Linked DNA regions of Sus scrofa: region 2 is linked to region 1. The links are chromatin contacts, called in public Hi-C maps. All regions are on one chromosome and are shown on one strand. Each heading gives the region's core, a stretch centred on a gene start, on an enhancer-like site or on the middle of the called end of the contact. The rest is flanking DNA. Distances are from core to core; before and after follow the strand shown. Region 1 has its middle 510 kb from the start of MDFIC2. Region 2 overlaps FOXP1 (forkhead box protein P1).

Region 1 (4,492 bases), core at 821-3,320:
TCATCATAAGCAGCCTAGAATAAATACTCAAATCCTCAGCGTTGTTTATCATTTCTCAAATGTCTTCCCCGGATTTTAACATTCTAGCTCTTTGTTCCATTTGGGGAGGTTAGGCTGTTTGGAGTACATGTGGATGGCCAACCCAAAGGTCATGGCATGTAAGCCAGGGAGCGTTCCAGCACGTGGCACAGTGCCCAGCAGCTTACATGGGGCCACTTTTAAACGGATTCCTGGACTGAGGGTCTTAACCACCAATCGAGGCAAATCAGCCCACATGTTTCTTTTGTTTGATAGAATTATTATTTTTTTAAATTATGATCTCTGTATTCTTGGCCAATGAATGAAATGAAATAGTCTCCTTCCATTGAAGTGGAAAACACACAACCACATCCATTTTCTGACATGAAATGCTTATTGAACCCGTTTAGAATACCGCCGTGGGAGCCAAGGAACAAGAAATAGAAAGATGAATTCCCACGGTGTTGGTCCTGAAGGGGCTCACCAGGCAGTGCCCGGAATAGATAATATTCACCAGTTCAATCAAGTCACATCATCCCACCTCCAGAACGCCAATGACCTCAGAGGGTGACTCTCTTGATTTGGCTTCACTCCATTTTGTCAAAACACTGTTCACCCTGGGTCTCTTTAACATACAACTAAATCTGGTTAGTTTACCGTGTCGTCTATTAGACTTAAATTCAACTACTCGAGATGATTCTTTCTCACTGGAAGATGCAATGATTCTGGGCATCGGGAGAAAGGCTTCGCAAAAGGTGCTGTTTTGCATCAACTTGCGGCGGATTAATGAACTTTAATCGCATAGGAAATCTGCGCCTGTGTGTGTGTGTTTATCAACAAGTCCTTCAGCCAAGACGTACGTGTGTAAACATCATCACACATTATAGCAGGACGTCTGTTACAACGAGAATCTGGCATTTCTCGTGACCTTAAAGCATTCCCTCCCCAAGGCTCTTAGTTTTCAATGACAGCCGGCGGCGTTTGTTAAATAAATAACAATACTTAGCTTTCATATTGTTATCTTCTGCCTTTTGAAACATTTCTCGTAGCACGACTTTGCCAGTACCAAGCTGGCTTTTTAAGTGATTTGTCTGTAACCAGGCACTTTTAGAACTTTTACTTCCTTAGTCTGTGCTAAAAAGCAATTCAAGAAGACTTAAAATTCTCCTGGGGGCTGATTTTATAGCAACAGGGAAAGCGCACAAAACGTTGCACGAACAGCCAATTTCTTTCTTCGGTGGAGGAAACGGGCATCGGCAGTCGAGCCTCAGTACAAATGGTTTAACGCCGTCATAAAAACCACTAACCATTGGGTATTAACATGCTTTTTATCATGAAGTTTTTATTGAAAATGATATTTGGAAGCTACTAATTTGGCGGTGATTTTTACCCGCAGGCATTTACAGTGCAGGCAACATCCCCCTTGCTCTGGAAGGGCCTCGGAATCCCTTGTCGCAGGTTTTTCTTCCGCTGCCTTGGTGGTCACCAGCTCATCATCAGGGGTGGCCCGTGGCTGTCGATTTTACTCCCTCGTGGGGGTGGGGTGGGGGGCAGCTGGGCCAGAGTGCACAACACCGTCCCTGCAACCCACCTTGACCCCCTAGAACAGTACTAACTGGGGGGTGGCTCGAACTGGTATAGGACCAGTGTGTGCCAGCGGGAGAGCACCACTGTCAGACTTATCATTGGCCCTATGTAAAACACATGGGAAAACCTAGGTTGTTGGGTTTTGGGTTTTTTTTTTCCTCAAAAAGAAGTCAAAACAGCCTGCACATGCACATAGATGGGAGACATACTTCCCAAAAAGAGAGAGAGAGCGGGAGAGAGAAAAAGAGAGAGAGAGAAATGTGTGTGCCTGCCTGCTTTATTCCATCTGGCACATGATGGAAGTTAACTTATTTGGGCGAATGTTGGACTGCGATCATTACAACGGCAAAGCCTGGAGCCATTTCAGAGGGAGCCAGTGCAGCCACCGCTGCAGGGGTGGACGGTGCACAGGGGGTGCCTGGAGCCCCGTGTGAGCTCGATACACACCACCGAGAAAAGCTTGGGCCTTTCCCAAAAGGAAGTGAAGACAGACCGCGCAGGCACGGAAATAGCGTGTGTGCCTTCCTGCCATCTGGAACGGGCGCCCGGCGGGAGTAAACTGATGGGGTGGAAATGCTGCTTTTTCCCCCAATAGTTGTGTTAGATCTGGATGTACCCAAACTATAGAGGGTCAAACCGCAGCCAGATTTTCCTTCAAATGTCACTTTCAATATCAAGCTCCTGATGAAATACCCACTGGGGAGCGGTTTCTGTGAAAGCTTTAAAATGTTTGCGGGTGTGTAGAAATCGTTTGTGTGTGAGTGTATAGGGCCTCTGTGATTAGGGTTGTTTCTCTTACAGGAAAAGGAAATGGCCTGCCCATGAGGACTCAGAAGCATTTACTGGAGAAGATTTTGTTGTTGTTTTCTGGGTGGTTTTTTTTTTTTTTTTTTTCCCCAAGATCATTTAGAATAGAAAAGAAACAGAAATAACCTAAGTGTTAGCTTATAAAATCAAGTTATGTCAATGATTGTACATCATTGTTAATGCAGCACAGTACTTCCATGTACAAAGGACAAATCATCTTTTATTCCTTTTCATTGTTGTTGTCACTGTGTTTTATTTATTGTTTTGTTTTATTTTTGCCTTTTATTATTATCTTTTTTGTGTGTGGTTTTAGAGCTGCACCCATGGCATATGGATGTTCCCAGGCTTGGGGTTGAATCGGAGCTATAGCCACTGACCTACACCACAGCCACAGCAACTCAGGATCCAAGCTGTGTCTGTGACCTACACCATAGCTCACGGCAACACCAGATCCTTAACCCACTGATCGAGGCCAGGGATCAAACCTGCCTCTTCATGGATGCTAGTCAGATTCATTTCCACTGAGTCACGATGGGAACTCATTATTATCTTTTTACTATTGGTCACAACCCAAGGCCCACCAAAGAAACCAGGTTACGGGTCACCAAGTCACTCTTTACAACATCTTGCTTTAGAATCATCATACCAGGTTCTTGATTAAAAAATAACCCTCCAAGAGAACAGCTGAATCCAGGTCTTTGGAAATGACTCAGAGGAATGTGCGTCTTTGGTGAGCCTCCTCCAAGATGCCTCATCTCAGCATGCCCACATGATTCCAATCCACACCAGAGGTTATGAGTTCACGCCTTACAGATGGTGTGGCTTGTTCTGTAGCACAGTCTAAATAACTGTGCTCAGACTTTCAAGTATCTCCCTTGTTCTTTTGAATTGTCCTCAGTGCTAATCACAAAGAGAAAAGGTGAGCTCTCCCAGCCTCGCCAGTGGTCATCTGCGGAGGGACACAGGTCAGCTGAAAAGGAAGAAACCTAAAAAGGCAGCCTCTTCCAGACAAAGCCAAGCACATGAAATGCCTGCTGCCTTGGTGGGCATTCCTGGGAGACCCCCATAAGTGATTGAAATATGACAAAACTTAGGGCTTCCAGAACATTTAAAAAGCAAAAGATGCAAAGTCTCTTTAGAACTCAATTTTGCATATTAAATGGCCCTATGTTCTAATTATGATCCAGCCATGGCCCAGGTGACTAATACACACTGGGAAAAACATTCCAGTTACTATGGTGACTCAGGGCAGACAGGTCCAAAAGGGACATAGGAGCTCTGGCGTCCTAGAATTTTCTGCGTCTTGATCTGAGTGCTGATCTCAAAGATGTAAAAAAAGCATCCAGTGATAAATTGACAGTTTGGTGCTTTTCTGTGTATATGTTATACCTACTCCCTCCCCATCACACTGACCATGGAAAGTTTAAGTATTATGTCATCTCTAGAACATAAAAAACGAACATAACCTCTCCTAAGCCCTTTCCTCAGTTTTCACTTTCCTTTATGCTCTAGAATTAGCTGTGAGTACAGTTTAATGGCTCTGGATGGTTGGCATGTACCAGCTGAATCCAAAGGTAAGGACAGCCTGCAGTTCAGCGGACAAAATAACCCATCAGACTCACTGAGCATCTGCGATATGCTAGGCACTGCTATAAACACAGTGGTATGTAGAATAGGAAAGTGCCTGCTTTCAGGGAGCTTATATTTTGTAGAAGAGGCACAGTAAATATGTAAATGGGGGAGCTATTGGTAAATGGTAAATTGGTAAATGATAAGACCACCAGAACACATAAATAAAATAAAATTTTTTGAAATTCAGTGTATTAATTTTCTAGGCAAGGACGTATATGAAGAAATTCCCCAAGCAGTTCACTGAGTAGGGGACGTGAGTGGGGTTTTAAGTGCTAGAAAAGGCAGCTAGTGGTGCTTACCTAAATTAAGTACTGAGGAGTTCCCTTCGTGGCTCAGCAGTTAATGAACCCGACTAAGATCCATGAGGATTCAGGTTCCACTCCTGACCTCGCTCAGTGGGTTAAGGATCTGGCGTTACTGTGAGCTGTGGTATAGGTCACAGACACGG
Region 2 (4,492 bases), core at 539-3,038, 200 kb after region 1:
TTAATTTGCAGACTACATGAGAACCATTTTGTCAGTCCCCGTAATACAAGAAGACTATTTCATGAAAAATTACCCCCCCCAAATAAAAAGATAAGAAAAGGGGAAAAAAACACAATGAAAGAAAAGACAAAACCTGTATGTCTTCTAACAGTAATATTGAAGCATCTTACTTTTCCCTGGTTTCTAATCAAACATGTGACAGCAAGAAGCTAGAAGCAGTAAAGGATATACTTTGTTAAAAAGGATCTGCTGTCATCTCATGTATTACAATAAAAGGTAATAACATGTTTTGCACTTTGCCTGTGTGCCACTTAAAAAAAAAAAAAAATCCGGCAGACAATAGCTGATCAGAAGATAAAAGAATTAAAAAAATCTTTCAGGGGAGCAGTAAGCAAAAGGGAGAAATGCAGTATTAATTTTATGTAACATAATGTCTTAATATGCAGTTTATCTTGACTTTTTCACATGATTTGTCCTGTCATTTGCATAGCGAGCTCTCATTCCTAATTTCACAGTCATTATGCACTGATGTCCCGATTTCTCAGCATCACTAATTTTGATGAACTAAAAATGGTTCCTGAAGGTCAGATGCATGTACAGTGAACATCTTCCACTGTTGTTGTGGGCATGTTTGGGGGTGGGGGGGTGTTGATGTGCAAGTTTTGCATTGTTTGGAAAATACTAGCTTGGAGGTTTGAAAATTTTCATTAACCCAACTCTGGAAGGTCATCAACAAATTCTTTCTATTGCAGTGGCCTTTTAAGTGTGGATGTAGATACACTGTAATTTAAAACAGATGGGCATGTCTGAATATTTTTATATGCAAAAAGGGACAGATGTATATGAATGGATAAATGATCCTTTTAAAAAGAGACTTCGCAGCACCGAATAGCACCAATGATTAGAACAGTGAACTTGCATTTAATCTAGGACAAACACCAAGAAGACATTAGCAAAACATCTAGCTGTCTATAAATTAATTCCAATTAGTCAACTCTGTCTTCCAACAGAAGAAACTTAATTTTTTTTTTTTTTCAATATGTACTGGGTGCCAATCACTATCTTATGAGCTGCAAAGGCCAACATATCACAATAGAAGTTTACTTTTCCTTGAGAGTTGCATCATCATACGGGGAGGTTTGATTAAGCAAACAAAAGAACCATGTTTAAGCTTTCTTTTTTCCTCTGCGTTTCTTGGATGATGTACAATATAAATATTCTTGAGCCAAATTTCTGATGGTGATGAACAGGAAAACAGACAGGAACAGGGTGGTGTAAGATCTAAGCTGGTGATGAATGTGAAATTAACAGTGTTATAACAGAAACCATCAGAGAAACAATCTCTTAGTCATAATCTGCAAAAGAACTATGGAAAGCCTAGGCTGGAAAGGGGCACCAGAACACTTTTTGGGGTGATGAAAATGCCATCTACCTTGGTTGGGGTGGCGGTCAGAGAGATGGCTACAGCCGCCCAAATTCTTCCAACTGGATACTTAAAATGAGTGCAGTCTTAGCATATGTAAACTATGCTTCAATAAAACAGGTTTTAAAAGTTCAAAAAAGGATTTAACATACACAGAGAATTTTAAACCCTTATACACAGTCACGAGTTTCAAATCTCCTTTTCCCTAAGTTATTTATCCCATTTTTGTAGTCATGTTACAGAACAGTAAAATGATCTTGAGTCTCCCTTTCTTTTTCCCTTTGGCATCTTGATGGAGGTGCTGATGAGTAATCGAACGCTGAAAGCAGCAGGCACAGCCCAAGGAGGGAAAGGCACAAGAAGCTGAGTAATCCTCCAGCCTGTGACCGGTTTCTGAATAATCAGAAGTGGGCTATTAGATTCTGACGGCCTTAACTTTGCTACTATCTGAGACCACATTTTCACACCAGTTAGCTCGGAGCTTCCAAAGTGGGCTCGTGCTTCATTTATAAATGTCATAAAACTGAGATTTCCCCAAGTTGTTCTTCCCAAAGCGTCATGAAAATCAGTTAGGGTGAGCTTTAACCAACATATCCAAATGAACCAGAAACCATCGTGGAGTAGAAAAGGGGGGAAAAATCTGACCGTAGTGTGAGGCTTTAAATAGTTAAGAATTATAGCCTGCATAGCCACTGCTTTAGCTCTCAACGTCCAACTTTTTCATGTAGCTCGTCCCTACTAATACCAGGAATCAAAGGGCATGCAGTACCAGCGAGAGGCTATTATAGCCCACACTTTATTGCCCATTACTACTGAGGTCATTAGCGGCAAGAGTGATTGTACTGGTCTTAACCTATTGATCACTGTAACTACTATCATTTAATCCTGTGTTGAATGTCTGGAAAGCAGCTAAAGGCACACAAGAGAGAGTGCTTCAGCATTGAGAAATATGGCCAAAGCCTAGAAATTACACTTTGATTCATAAAATCTAGCCAGTGGTTTAAATCAATAGTATTTAAAACAGTCATGTGAGTTTTTAACTACAGCGCTCTAGTATTTATGAGCCCCTCATTCAGAGTATTCAGTTAAAACTAACCCCCCACCCCAATCTATGCCATCTCCCTTACCCTCCTTGAGATAAAAACACTAATTTCTGAGGTTTTTCTATGCTACAGAGCTCATGCCTTGACTGGGAGTTCATGCACAAATCCCGATTTCTTTCTCAAATGACAATTTAAATATAATGCCAAAAAAAATTATATCCCCGATACTGTAACTACCGTAACTGTTTGAGTATATAGAAATGAGTATGTTTTATGAGTTAACAATGAATCATAGAAGGCAATTTATGAAGAACTAGAATGATTCTGTCTAGCTGCCTTCAGGGATCAGAAATTCAAATTAAACTTCTGGCAGACATTTAAAGAATGCTAGCATACAAAACTGAATTTAAACACACACACACACAGTTAACACTCTTTCGCTGAGTTTCAAGAGGAAATCATGAATTAAAAAAAAAAAAAAAATCCCAAGCTACACTGCAGACTGACACCCACTGGGTGTGGCTCACCCCAGGTGCACATAAACCTGTGCACGAATGGCAGTCATTCAGCTGTGCTTGGGCTATGGGGACGCTGCTAGTGCAGACCTGCTGCTACCTCCAAACCAGCGACTGGGGAAATGTCCTTAGCACCAACAAGTGCTGTTAGAAGCCCATGCACCGCTGTGTAAACGCTGCTGCCTCGTACAGTTCTCTTTTACTTCCAAATGACTTGCTGTCATCTGAACGCCAGAAGCCTATTAAAATACATGCCTTATTTTTCTCCTCCATCCTCCACAGGGAGAGGCAAGAGAGAGGAAGGGAGAAAAAAATCTAAAAAGCAAACAAACAAATAAAAACACCCATAGAAACAATACTTATTTCTAATCTAGGAGACAATTGGAGGAATTGGGTGGGAGGGGAGATGACACAATATAAATACTGGAAATAACACGTTATCATTTTTTTTTTCTTTCTCTTTAGTTTACACTCACATTACCTACAAGTAAATACTGGCTATATAAATACACAAGGATTTTGTACACTGGCATCTTCTCATAATTGCTCTATGTACAAATAATACAAATGAAGAGATAACAAAATTTTAAATACGGTTTTATTTTCATTTATCTGGAATAAAAATTCAGAAACTATTTTTAACCTCTGGTTATTCACCTCATGTATGTCCTAAGAGACGTAAGTTGCTTCTAGAGCTCAGGCTGAGTTTGGATGATAGCTGACTAGGTCAGGCAGTGTTCTTTGGTTTGTCAAATAAGAGCAAAATGAATTAAATCAGAATGCTCCAAAGCATCCAAATCAAACCAAGGAAAATGACCCCACCAACCCCCCCTCACATAAACCAAAACTGTCAAATTTGATATGATCATATAGAAAGGTCAGCATGTATAAAAGAAAATAAACAGCAAACTATAAGACAACAGTTTCCCTAATTAATAACCCAATGGATACAACTGATATATTGGCAAACGAAAAAGTTAGGAAGCTTTTATCTATTCCCCATGGTATTTAGAAAGAAGAAGGAAAACACACACACACACAAACCCCCCCAAAGCCATAGATACCATGTGAGGTAGCTGTATCATAGAGAAAAAAATACATTTCTGACATAATATTTCAGTCTTCAAAAAATAAAAAAAAGCATGCTATTCATGTGGAAAGTATAATTCTGTTTCATTATAGAATTCTGCTTTTTGTATAACTCTTTTACACTTTGCTATTTTGCCACAATACTGTACAAAGCATTAAGGCAGGTAATGGTTATTATATTAATGCAAAATCATCTAAGTAGTCAGTCATTAGCATAACTGTTCTCTCAGTAACAATACAACCACCTATTAAAATTTTAGGGAAAAAAAAGACCTCTTTAAAATGCAATTAGCATTTCATTTTTTATCACTTTGTTTATTACATTCTATCAAAAAAGGCTATCTTTCTTTCAGGAAGAATTGTATGGCCAAGACTTGCCTGCCAATCAGGAGTTATTTCAGGTTATCAAGCCTAATAAGCAA

Evidence for each region. Hi-C and Micro-C count contacts between places; a contact is called where the count stands out from the background.
Region 2: a contact with region 1 is called in a Hi-C map of embryonic fibroblasts, with 2.4 times the contacts expected there. The contact joins two enhancer-like sites. A contact is called at or near these places in 2 of 47 Hi-C or Micro-C datasets (embryonic fibroblasts and epiblast stem cells).

Annotation. Positions count from the first base shown.
Region 1 is chr13:52,248,676-52,253,167 of Sscrofa11.1, forward strand. No RefSeq gene overlaps it. Among named protein-coding and RNA genes, the nearest start is that of MDFIC2, 510 kb to the left of the region's middle. Within about 2 kb of position 2,071, at least 4 of the 83 cell types and tissues checked have an H3K27ac peak or open chromatin away from gene starts, as enhancers often do. A contact at or near this core is called in embryonic fibroblasts, where this site is marked.
Region 2 is chr13:52,446,938-52,451,429 of Sscrofa11.1, forward strand. All of the region lies in intron 7 of FOXP1 (forkhead box protein P1), which reads right to left. Among named protein-coding and RNA genes, the nearest start is that of FOXP1, 530 kb to the right of the region's middle. Within about 2 kb of position 1,789, at least 26 of the 83 cell types and tissues checked have an H3K27ac peak or open chromatin away from gene starts, as enhancers often do. A contact at or near this core is called in embryonic fibroblasts, where this site is marked.